2 separate regions of the Rattus norvegicus genome follow, and region 1 is linked to region 2. The links are chromatin contacts, called in public Hi-C maps. All regions are on one chromosome and are shown on one strand. The core of a region is the stretch at or near the end of the contact, and the rest is flanking DNA. Distances in the headings are between cores, read along the strand shown. Region 1 has its middle 41 kb from the start of U2l1. Region 2 holds the start of Btg1 (BTG anti-proliferation factor 1).

What was found. Hi-C and Micro-C count contacts between places; a contact is called where the count stands out from the background.
Region 1: a contact with region 2 is called in a Hi-C map of hepatocytes, with 2.2 times the contacts expected there. The contact joins the enhancer-like site here to the promoter of Btg1 in region 2. A contact is called at or near these places in 6 of 12 Hi-C or Micro-C datasets (the Rat2 cell line, Schwann cells, frontal cortex and 3 more) and 1 of 1 datasets of contacts at active chromatin or transcription factors (oligodendrocytes).

What each region holds. Positions count from the first base shown.
Region 1 is chr7:33,792,631-33,797,436 of GRCr8, forward strand. No RefSeq gene overlaps it. Among named protein-coding and RNA genes, the nearest start is that of U2l1, 41 kb to the right of the region's middle. Within about 2 kb of position 1,646, at least 15 of the 93 cell types and tissues checked have an H3K27ac peak or open chromatin away from gene starts, as enhancers often do. A contact at or near this core is called in hepatocytes and liver, where this site is marked.
Region 2 is chr7:33,226,873-33,231,857 of GRCr8, forward strand. It overlaps Btg1 (BTG anti-proliferation factor 1), which reads left to right and starts at 1,277. Exons shown (of 2, transcript NM_017258.2): 1 at 1,277-1,424; 2 at 2,221-3,534. The coding sequence starts at 1,277. The coding sequence ends at 2,588. LOC102550725 (a long non-coding RNA gene) reads right to left here and starts at 753. Exons shown (of 3, transcript XR_005486879.2): 1 at 283-753.

The DNA of each region.
Region 1 (4,806 bases), core at 396-2,895, 570 kb after region 2:
TGGGTGGAGGCGCACTCTTTCAGCGCTGGGGGTTGGGATGAAGAACTCAGGGTAGGGGGACTGGGAAGGGGGGGCCACTTTTGGAATGTAAAATAAAACGTTTTAATAAAGAAAAAAAACATCATTGTCTTCTAAGGAGTGAAGTCTAATATATTATTTAGCTTCTTATGGATGGAAAAAACTAAAGGTGATATTTAAATATGAACCTTTACTGTTTCACTAGCTCTCTGAATTTGCAGAGCCGAGTACGAATGTGGTGGATTCTTGGTGTCATGGATGTAAGGTCAAGAAAAATGCATACACTATTACAGTGTGTATTGTTAATAGCGAGTTAGTTACCTTTGCACCCAGGTACACACCTCAAAATGGATAACATTGTGATATACACTTGCACAGGACTGACTTTGCTGACCAAACAGGTAGAACATGCAGCAATGAATAGAGAGTTAAATTTAATCTCTTTAAAATGGCTCCCACATAGGATGGGCACTCTGTGATCTTTTTTTCTCCAGACAGGAAATGCTGTTGTCAAAATATAAAAATAAAGGGGTATCTTTTATCCCCACTAAGTCTACACCGCAGTGCCGCTGCTTGAGACATCACGTGACTCAACATGGCAGCCCAGACGAGTTGCTCCACACTCCCTTACACTTAAATCTACACATGAAAGAACACACAACACAATAATCTTTGATCCAATTGATAAGATATAATTGCTCACCTAAACACACAAAGCCCAGTACACGTCCATCCCTTAAGAACATTTATAACAATCTGTAAAGGTACAGCAAGGAATCTTAATGTCAACTGCCATATTGTCCCTACCTACTCTCTCCCTCCTCCTCTTCCTTCAAACTTTTCTCCTGCCCATCCTTCCTTCTCATCCAATGACAGGCCTCATTCTACCTTGTGATACCTGTGATACCATCCCACAAGTAAAGAACAGATTATCTTTTTAACTTTTTTTTAATTAAGATATATTTGTGTCATTTTCTCTTTCTCCTCCCTACCTCCAACACCACCAGTACCCTCCCTCCTTCTAAAATGTATGGCTTCTTTTAAAAAAAATGTTATTGTTACACATATCTTTAAATATATAAATAAACCTGCTGGGTCTCTTTAGTGTTGTGTGCATGTATATGATTTCAAGGAAGGCTGCTCAGTATTGCATAGCCCATTAGGAGTCATCCAATTCTTGGGGATGACTGATTCTACCACTTACACAATTCCTTAGTAGCCTGTAATTTTTCGACTAGGGATACAATGTGTCCCTGTGAGATTTCCTTCTTCCATTGTACAATATCTGCTGGTAGTGTCCTCATTCATCCCTTGTTTAGGTAGCCATACTGTTGGTGTGTTGTGGGTGAAGCTTCTAGAAGACACAATCACTCAGCAGATATTCTGGTCCTCTGCCATGTGCAATCTTTCTGACTCCCTTTAATCCGTCATATACCCCCGGAATTCACTCCCAATTGTGTTCCCATCTTGAACTACAAATTAATACTGAAAAAAATCCTCACAGGACAAGTTCAACTCCACATTATTCAGATTATTTCAGTATTTGCCATGTACTAGGAATATATGTGAGGTTCAAATATTGACTGAATCAGGACCGCACAATGATTTCACCAACAAAGTCCACTAGGTCAGTTAACCTCCTTCTTCCTAACAGAATCATGTTGCTGATTTCAAATGAGTCTCCACCAGGCTGTTCAACCACTTCCTCCTCTCCCTCCCCCTCCGCTCCCCTCTCCCCTCCCCTGAGCTCTTTGCTGTCTCTGACTTATTGTACTAGAATCAGCAAAATCATACTGAAGGCTCATTTGTATATAATTTCTTCAGAAGCAGCCTCTACAATAAAATGCTCAAGTTCAAAGATTCATAAACCGTTCCACACAAAGCAAGATTTATGAGACAAAGTTCAGAGAATCTTGGTTAATCATTACAAATCACAATTGCACATGCCTGGTTCTAGGGTTGTACTCTTCATGATGCTGAAGGCTACTAGGGCAGGGTGTATCCTTTCGTAATCTTTGGTTTGTCTGTTTCACTGCCAAGAAAATAAGCACAGAGGGGGTTCTGCTTTGTATCTCTGGGATGGGACAATAGCTCTAATCTGCAATCTTTTATTTTTGTTTCAACTGTTCCAAGACCAATTTCAATTTAACTTGCTTGCTTTGCTTGTCTCTTGATAAAAAGCTGTTTTGATTACAGGGGGTTTGGAGGCGATGGTGGGAGGCAGAAGTAGAGATTCTCTCTCTCTCTCTCTCTCTCTCTCTCTCTGTGTGTGTGTGTGTGTGTGTGTGTGTGTGTGTGTGTGTGTGTGTGTGTGTGTGTTCATGCATGTATAGGAGAAGGAATAGGAGCCAGCATCCATGGGCTGTATTTGTTAATCTGCTTAAAACCTTAACAGATTTTTTTCAGCTGAAATTTGGGCAATGTTAATTGTACAGGCAGAATTCACGCTGGGAAAATCTCCTTGGGTGGGGAGAAAAAGACAGAAAGCACAGCCTGCCTGTTATATAAGATGTTTATTTCTATCCATTCCAATCCACCATAAGCAGTACAGAAAATAGGCCAATGCCGCTGACCAATGATGTCACTGTATCATCGAGGTGGGGGTGGGGGTCTGGGTTCCACGTCGATGAACAGGAGGATTTCCTATCACCATTGCCGTCTTGTAGAAGCCTTTATACCAGAAGCTGCTGATCTTGGCTCCCTTTGATGCTTATAGGATTTATAGTAACTGGGTGGCTACCATTGATGGCAGCTCCGGACAAGCCACACGAATGCTTAAAACAGTGCTTTTTTTTTTTTTTAAATCAAGCCTCTGAAGTTAAAAGGATTGGATCCTGTCAGCCAAGTGCTGGCTATCCCTGGGAAATGGTACAGAGAAGAGGGATGGTCATCATGGTGTGAGATGCTAGGCAGTGTCTTTACGTACCGAGTAGCTCATTCTGCAGAATGCCTGCTTCACTTATGGTACCTTGCATGTATGCTCAGTCGGGGGTGGGAATGGGGGGGCCGAGGGGCATCCACATTAACTCATAAAGACTGCAACTCAAATCGACAGCTTTATACATTTTTTAACGAGCTTGTCATTTGTAATGTCATAGAGACATCTTTATAAGTTATAGTGGGTAAAGTGAGTGAAATGATGTCTGTGCCCAAGATTTTTTATTCCTTATTACTTTAGTATTGAAAGCAAACCGAAGCCACATTCCTTCATATTACAAAGGGTGACTCTGTCACACGGAGAAGACACGTATTGCAAGTAACCGTTCTGTGGTTCGGTTTATGGAGCTTTTGGTAAAATCATGGTTTTCTGTCATGAAAAAAAAATATCTTCAGGGTTACTCTAATTGACCCAGTTTTTTTTAAAAACACCGTTCTTGTGTATTGCTGCTCCAGTCTCCCTCTAGAGGAAATCAGTGGGTATTGCAACTCAGCCTCAGAGGTGGGGGGGACAGTCTAATTGAAATGCAAGCTTAAGACTAATAACATAACTGAGTACTAGAAGCTATTACTCTGAGGAATTCTAAGTGCACAGCACCTTTTGTACTAACCCCGTGCCAGCATCGGTATGTATATTTTTCCTAAAGCAAACAAGCAAACAAAATGTCTTAACCCTGTTTGTGTGTTTTCTGAAAACAACAGATGTACTGAGAGAGCCATATTCCCGTATTCTGCGAATATAGAGGGCTGGATGTCAGGCTGCTGCTTACCCACCGGTAGTCCATGGCCTCTGGTACAATGAAAATATTTGTCCCTTTCTCCAGTCAAGTAAGAAACTAATAAAATGCATAAAGGGCATAAAAGTGACTTTTAATAAAGAGTTCCTTTCTTTTCCAAAAATCCTCATAGCTATCCTTAGAAGTAAACACACAGAGACACACGCAGACACACGCAGACACACGCACAACCACCACCAACAATGACAAATAGAGCTTTCAGAAAGTTTCTTTTCTTTTTGATATCTCATCATCTAAGCCCCTGTTTTACATTTCAGAACAATGACATGATTCGTCTCTGCAGTGTGGATACTGTGGAAAGACCAGCACAAGGGATAACCTGGGTGACAAGAAGTCTCTTTTCAGAAATGTGTGTCAATGCAGGAAGGGGTTGGTGAGTGGAAAGCTGTAGGAAAAAGGGAAGGGAGTCTTTTTTTTTTCTTTTTTTAGGAGCTGGGGACCGAACCCAGGGCCTTGCGCTTGCTAGGCAAGCACTCTACCACTGAGCTAAATCCCCAACCCCCAAGGGAAGGGAGTCTTAATGTGTATTTACTTGTAAAAAGGAGTCAGTGTGTGTTTTGTCTGCATTTTGAAAGCCTGTACAATTACTAACAAAATGTTTGCTTCTTTAAATTATTGTCACTGAGAGTAAGGGAAGCATTAGAAATTTTCTTTTTCTTTTATTATTTTTTACTGCTATTTATTATTTTGTGGATAATACACATTATATTCCATGAGGTTATCAGTAAATATTGCTCCTTTTCTAGTCTTTAACCTCTTAACTTCCCTCTCAGACACACAGCCCAGAGTTTACTGTCTTCTTGTGATTTATCTGGGCATCTAAAATCATGCATGGAAGTCATTTACACAGCCTGAGAAGGTGGAGATGTATATATATATACATCTATATATATATATATATATGTATGTATGTATATATATATATACACACACACACACACACATATATATATATATATATATATCCATGGAATTTAAAGACAGAAAGGCTGGTTACTTGGGAGGGTTTGGAGGATGTAAGGAGAAGAGGAAATAAAGTAATTATATTATAATC
Region 2 (4,985 bases), core at 27-2,526:
AGGCTGTTTTCAAGCAACTTTGCCAGTGAATGAGGGTGTCTAGGTTTAACATTCTGAACAAGGTTCAAGTTTTATTTTTCGTCTGTCTTAATAGCAGCACAACTTTAAAGTTCTGACATTACTTGAACTACAAAAATTTAATAAAAAACAAATTTGGTTGTGTGTATAGTACATATGCATAAAATACATATTATTTTCAAAAACCACCTTCCTTGTTTTGTTTTGAACAGATTCTGTTATATTTTCTTCTGAAATAACAGCCACACCGGCCTTACTTACTACCTGTTTGCCAATTAAACTTTTACAGACACATTTCCACCTTTCCCGGAGCAGTGGGTTCCCGGGTGTCTGCAGCCCCTTAGGGTAATGGCTCGGATTAAGCAGCAGGATAGCTCCTGGGAGCCGGTCCTTCCATTCCCCGCATTCACCGGAGCCCCAGACTCTGCCGCCGCACGCTCCTCCTTCCAGAGCTGCCAGCCAAGCCGTCTGGAGCTGGAATCAGATGTAAAATGGGGTACGCACGGGGCAGGGGCTGCGGAGACCGAACCCCGGTCCTGCCGATCCGGACACACCACCATAATTGAGTCTAGAATCCCAGACCAGAAGCGGGGACCCGGACTGCCGGGTCCCCACTGGCCAGGGTCCGAGGCGGAGTTATCTTGGGGGCGGAGCTTTCACACGCGCCTCCTCGGCCTCTCTCTCCACCCTCCACCGCTCCTGCGTCTCAGGCTGCCACTCGGGGTTTATTTGTTTACAAGCAGATTACGTCAGCTCCTCCCTCTCTTCCCGGCCTCTGGGCACGCCCCCTGGCGGCCCTTCTCCCGCCCCCTCCGGCTCCGAATCTGCCTGCGTCACAATGGTGCGATCTCCGGATTGGCTGGCGTCCTCCCTCACGCTCCAGGTACGCCACTTCCTTTCCGCAGCACTATAAAATGAGCTGCACGGCGGCGGCAGCTCTTCGCCCCTCGGAGCTGGAAATGCAACTCTTGGGATCCTCGGAGGCTACCGAGCTGGAGGCGGAGGCGGCTGGGGAGGTCCGAGCGATGTGACCAGGCCGCCATCGCTCGTCTCTCTCTGTCTCTCCTGCCGCCTCCTGGCTTGAAAATAACTTTTTTACTCTAAAGGAAAGAAAAAAAATCCCCTAGAACCAGTAGCCGTCCGCGCCTCGCGCCCTCGCTTCCTCTCGGCCGTCGGGTCTGGGCGGGAGCCCGGGGTGGCCGCTCCGCCGTCGGGGCCGAGCCCCGGCCGCCCCGGGCCACCCCCGGCCGCCGCCCCCATGCATCCCTTCTACACTCGGGCCGCCACCATGATAGGCGAGATCGCCGCCGCGGTGTCCTTCATCTCCAAGTTCCTCCGCACCAAGGGGCTCACGAGCGAGCGACAGCTGCAGACTTTCAGCCAGAGCCTGCAGGAACTGCTGGCAGGTGAGCGGGTCACGGGACCCGTCGCGGGTCGCCACTAACGGGCGCGTCCCGGTCGTGGCTGGGGGGGGGGGGGCTGGGCGGCAGGGCGCCGCGACACGCACAACAAAGGATCCGAAGCGGTGCGACGCGGAGCTGCGCCCCGACGGCTACCGGCGGGTGGCGGGGAACAAAAGACCCAGGGCCCGGAGTCCGGTCAGTCCCCTCTGCCAGGTCGCCGCGACCGTTGCGAGGGTCGGCGGCTGAGCTCCTGAGTGGCTTGTCGCCGCCGTTCCTCTGACCCGACCCGGCCCGGGACGGACGTGCCAGGGCTCCGCACCTCCTATGCCTCTTGCCCATTAATCATCGGATTTGTCACCGGTACAATTACAACCCAGCCCAGATCTTGGTTTAGAGTTTCTTGGTTTTCTTTCCTTTGGGGTTAACTGACCATAGTGGCGTTGTCTTACTCTTAACCCCCACTAAAGCCATAAAGTCTATTGTATGCGACCCCGTTGGGGTGGAGAAAGTAAACAGGTTCCCGCCCGGTCGCCTGTGCCTTCTAGCTAGTTGGCCATCCCGGGCTGCGCGCGCGATTCCTGTTTTGGCGGCTCAACCGGTCAGTACCCGGACAGTGTTTGCCACACTGCGCTTTTCTCCATTCGGTCTCGCAAGAGCGAATTCAGTCCCGGACATTTGTAAAAGTTGGTGGTTTTGGTTTTCGCTTCTCCAAGAAGCTGACAGGAGGAGGAAAGTAACAGTACAGTACGGCTTAGGTTACTACGGTTCTAAGCATTGTTTCTGTTCTTTCCTTCCACAGAGCATTACAAACATCACTGGTTCCCAGAAAAGCCGTGCAAGGGATCAGGTTACCGTTGTATTCGCATCAACCATAAGATGGATCCTCTGATTGGACAGGCAGCCCAGCGGATTGGACTGAGCAGTCAAGAGTTGTTCAGGCTTCTCCCAAGTGAACTCACACTCTGGGTTGACCCCTACGAAGTGTCCTACAGGATTGGAGAGGATGGCTCCATCTGTGTGCTGTATGAAGCCTCACCAGCGGGAGGTAGCTCTCAAAACAGCACCAACGTGCAAATGGTAGACAGCAGAATCAGCTGTAAGGAGGAACTTCTCTTGGGCAGAACAAGCCCTTCCAAAAACTACAATATGATGACTGTATCAGGTTAAGATATAGTCTATGGATGGATCATCTTATAATGGATGGATAGATTTGATTTTTTGCTTTGGGTGGGCTCCTCTTGGGGATGGATTATGGAATAACCATGTCACAGCTGTGAAGATCTGGCACAAGATAGAGTGGTAATAATTTTTTTTTTTAAAGTGACAGTGCCATAGTTTGGACAGTACCTTTAAGTGATTTAAGTAGCCTGTGAGTCCAAGTAAAGGATCACTTTATTTGGTAGGGAGTGAAGTCGCAGGGTGGTTTCAGTTTCTCCCAGACCTTATACCCAATTTGTCACACCAGTCCCTTTAAGGAAATTCTGTATTTCAAAGAACCCTCTTTTGCAGTCAGTCAACCTTGCAGGGGAATTTGCACTATTTACACTTGAAAGTTACCAGTAACTTTTTTTTGGCAGCTCAATAGGAAAGCTCAATGTTCTAAGCATGGTAGTACTGGAAATATTACACGGAGACTTTTACCTAGCACTTAAAAATGTATAAATGTACATAAAGACACTTAGTACGCATGACCTGGGGGAAATGGTCAGACCTTGTGTTTTTGGCTTTGAGAGTAGCAAGTGACCGGAATCTGCCATGACAACAGGCTTTTAAGACCCTTACAAAGACACTGTCTCAACTGTGGTTAGCACCAGCCAGCTCTCTGTACATTCGCTTGTAGTTTTCTAAGATTGAGTGAGTAAACTTCTTATTTTTAGAAAGTGGAGGTCTGGTTTGTAACTTTCCTTGTACTCAATTGGGTAAGAGTCTTTTTCCACAAACCGCCATCTATTTTGTGAACTTTGTTAGTCATCTTTTATTTGGTAAATTATGAACTGGTGTAAATTTGTACAGTTCATGTATATTGATTGTGGCAAAGTTGTACAGATTTCTATATTTTGGATGAGAAATTTTTCTTCTCTCTATAATAAATTGTTTCTTATCTTGGCATTTTAATCAATCTCTTGTCATGATTACAGAGGTTCAGCTACAAAATGTTTTTCTCAGAGGTCTCAGGTTTGTAAGCTGTGGGAATGCCACACAAGCCCACTGGGGAGAGGAATGAGGGTGACGGGGTGTTCGATTAGGAGACAGGAAGAACTAGAGTAAGGGTTTTAGTCTTTTAACCCGTTAAAAGCACGGACACATTCACAAGTTAATGATGTCATGAGGATAAAGACAGAGGTACGGTCTTCAAAAGGTGACGCCACCCAAAGGATCCCCATCACTGCTTCCTGGGGAAGTGAAGATAGACACGCTCCTCTCTGGCCTCCTTTTGAGAAACAGTTCTTTTGCCCCATGGATTTGTCCCTTTAGAAAGTCCTGGGGCAGGTGACCTAGAGCCTTAAAGAACAGGCTTATCACAGCAGAGCAATCTGCAGCTTTCTGGTTTTCATCTTGCAAGAGTTACATTAAAAAAAAAAATCCCATAAGCTGGAATGCAACAACAGGTATGTTGATGAACTTCTTTTCTCAAAAGTTGCCTGGATTTCCATAGCAGGGGAAATTGTGACGACGCAGTGGAGGTTAGTAATGTGTGCCTCATGCACAAAGGCTTGCCGCCAGTTTGGGAATCGTGGAGGACAAAGAGAACGATAATTTGGTGGAAACTGAAAGCAGAAATAGGAGTTATGCTTAGAGTTAAATTAACTGGGTTGGGGGAGGGGCAGCGTGTGTAAACATGTTAACACTGGGTATTAATGCAATTCAAATTGCTTAAAGTCAGTAATTGCTCTAAGTAGTTCCAAACAAATTTGAGGGTATTTTTTTTTAATTTGTAAGTTTTTCCGATACTTTAGTGATCCAGAAATATATCACTAAACATTAAACATGCCAACTATTTGAGTACAAAGAATATTCACATATTTTTGTTAGCAGGCTATTTGGAGGAGTGTAGACTTTGTTTCTGCTTATTTTGTTTTCTGAGATGGTCTCTCTTGTTCTATATGTAGCCCAGGCTGGCCCCCCACTCTAGATCTTTCTTCCTGCCTTTGCCTCCAGAATGCAGGCCTCACACATGTACGGCATACCACCAAACTAAGGAGTCTTTGTATCTCTACAAAATAATGGATCTCCTTGTGACTTTTTTTTTACATAACTTTTATTTTATCTAGCCCTTTCTCTACAAGGTCCCTTATTTCAAACTTGGATCTGAACACTATATATTACAGGGTTGTTTAAAGCAGGTCTCACTTTACTGCTGGCCAATTTGTATATCATTCAGGAACTCCTTGGAAGCTGCTTAACTGGTAATAATGGTAAGGCCTTGAACACTGGACTCTCCACAGGGTTCAGGTCTATCCAGACGTTTTTTTTGTGACTTGAACAAAATGAGAGCCTATGCGAACTGCTTTCAGGTGGTGTTTGGCCTGTGAGGCATGCAAATACCTAGCATCCAGCTGTTTC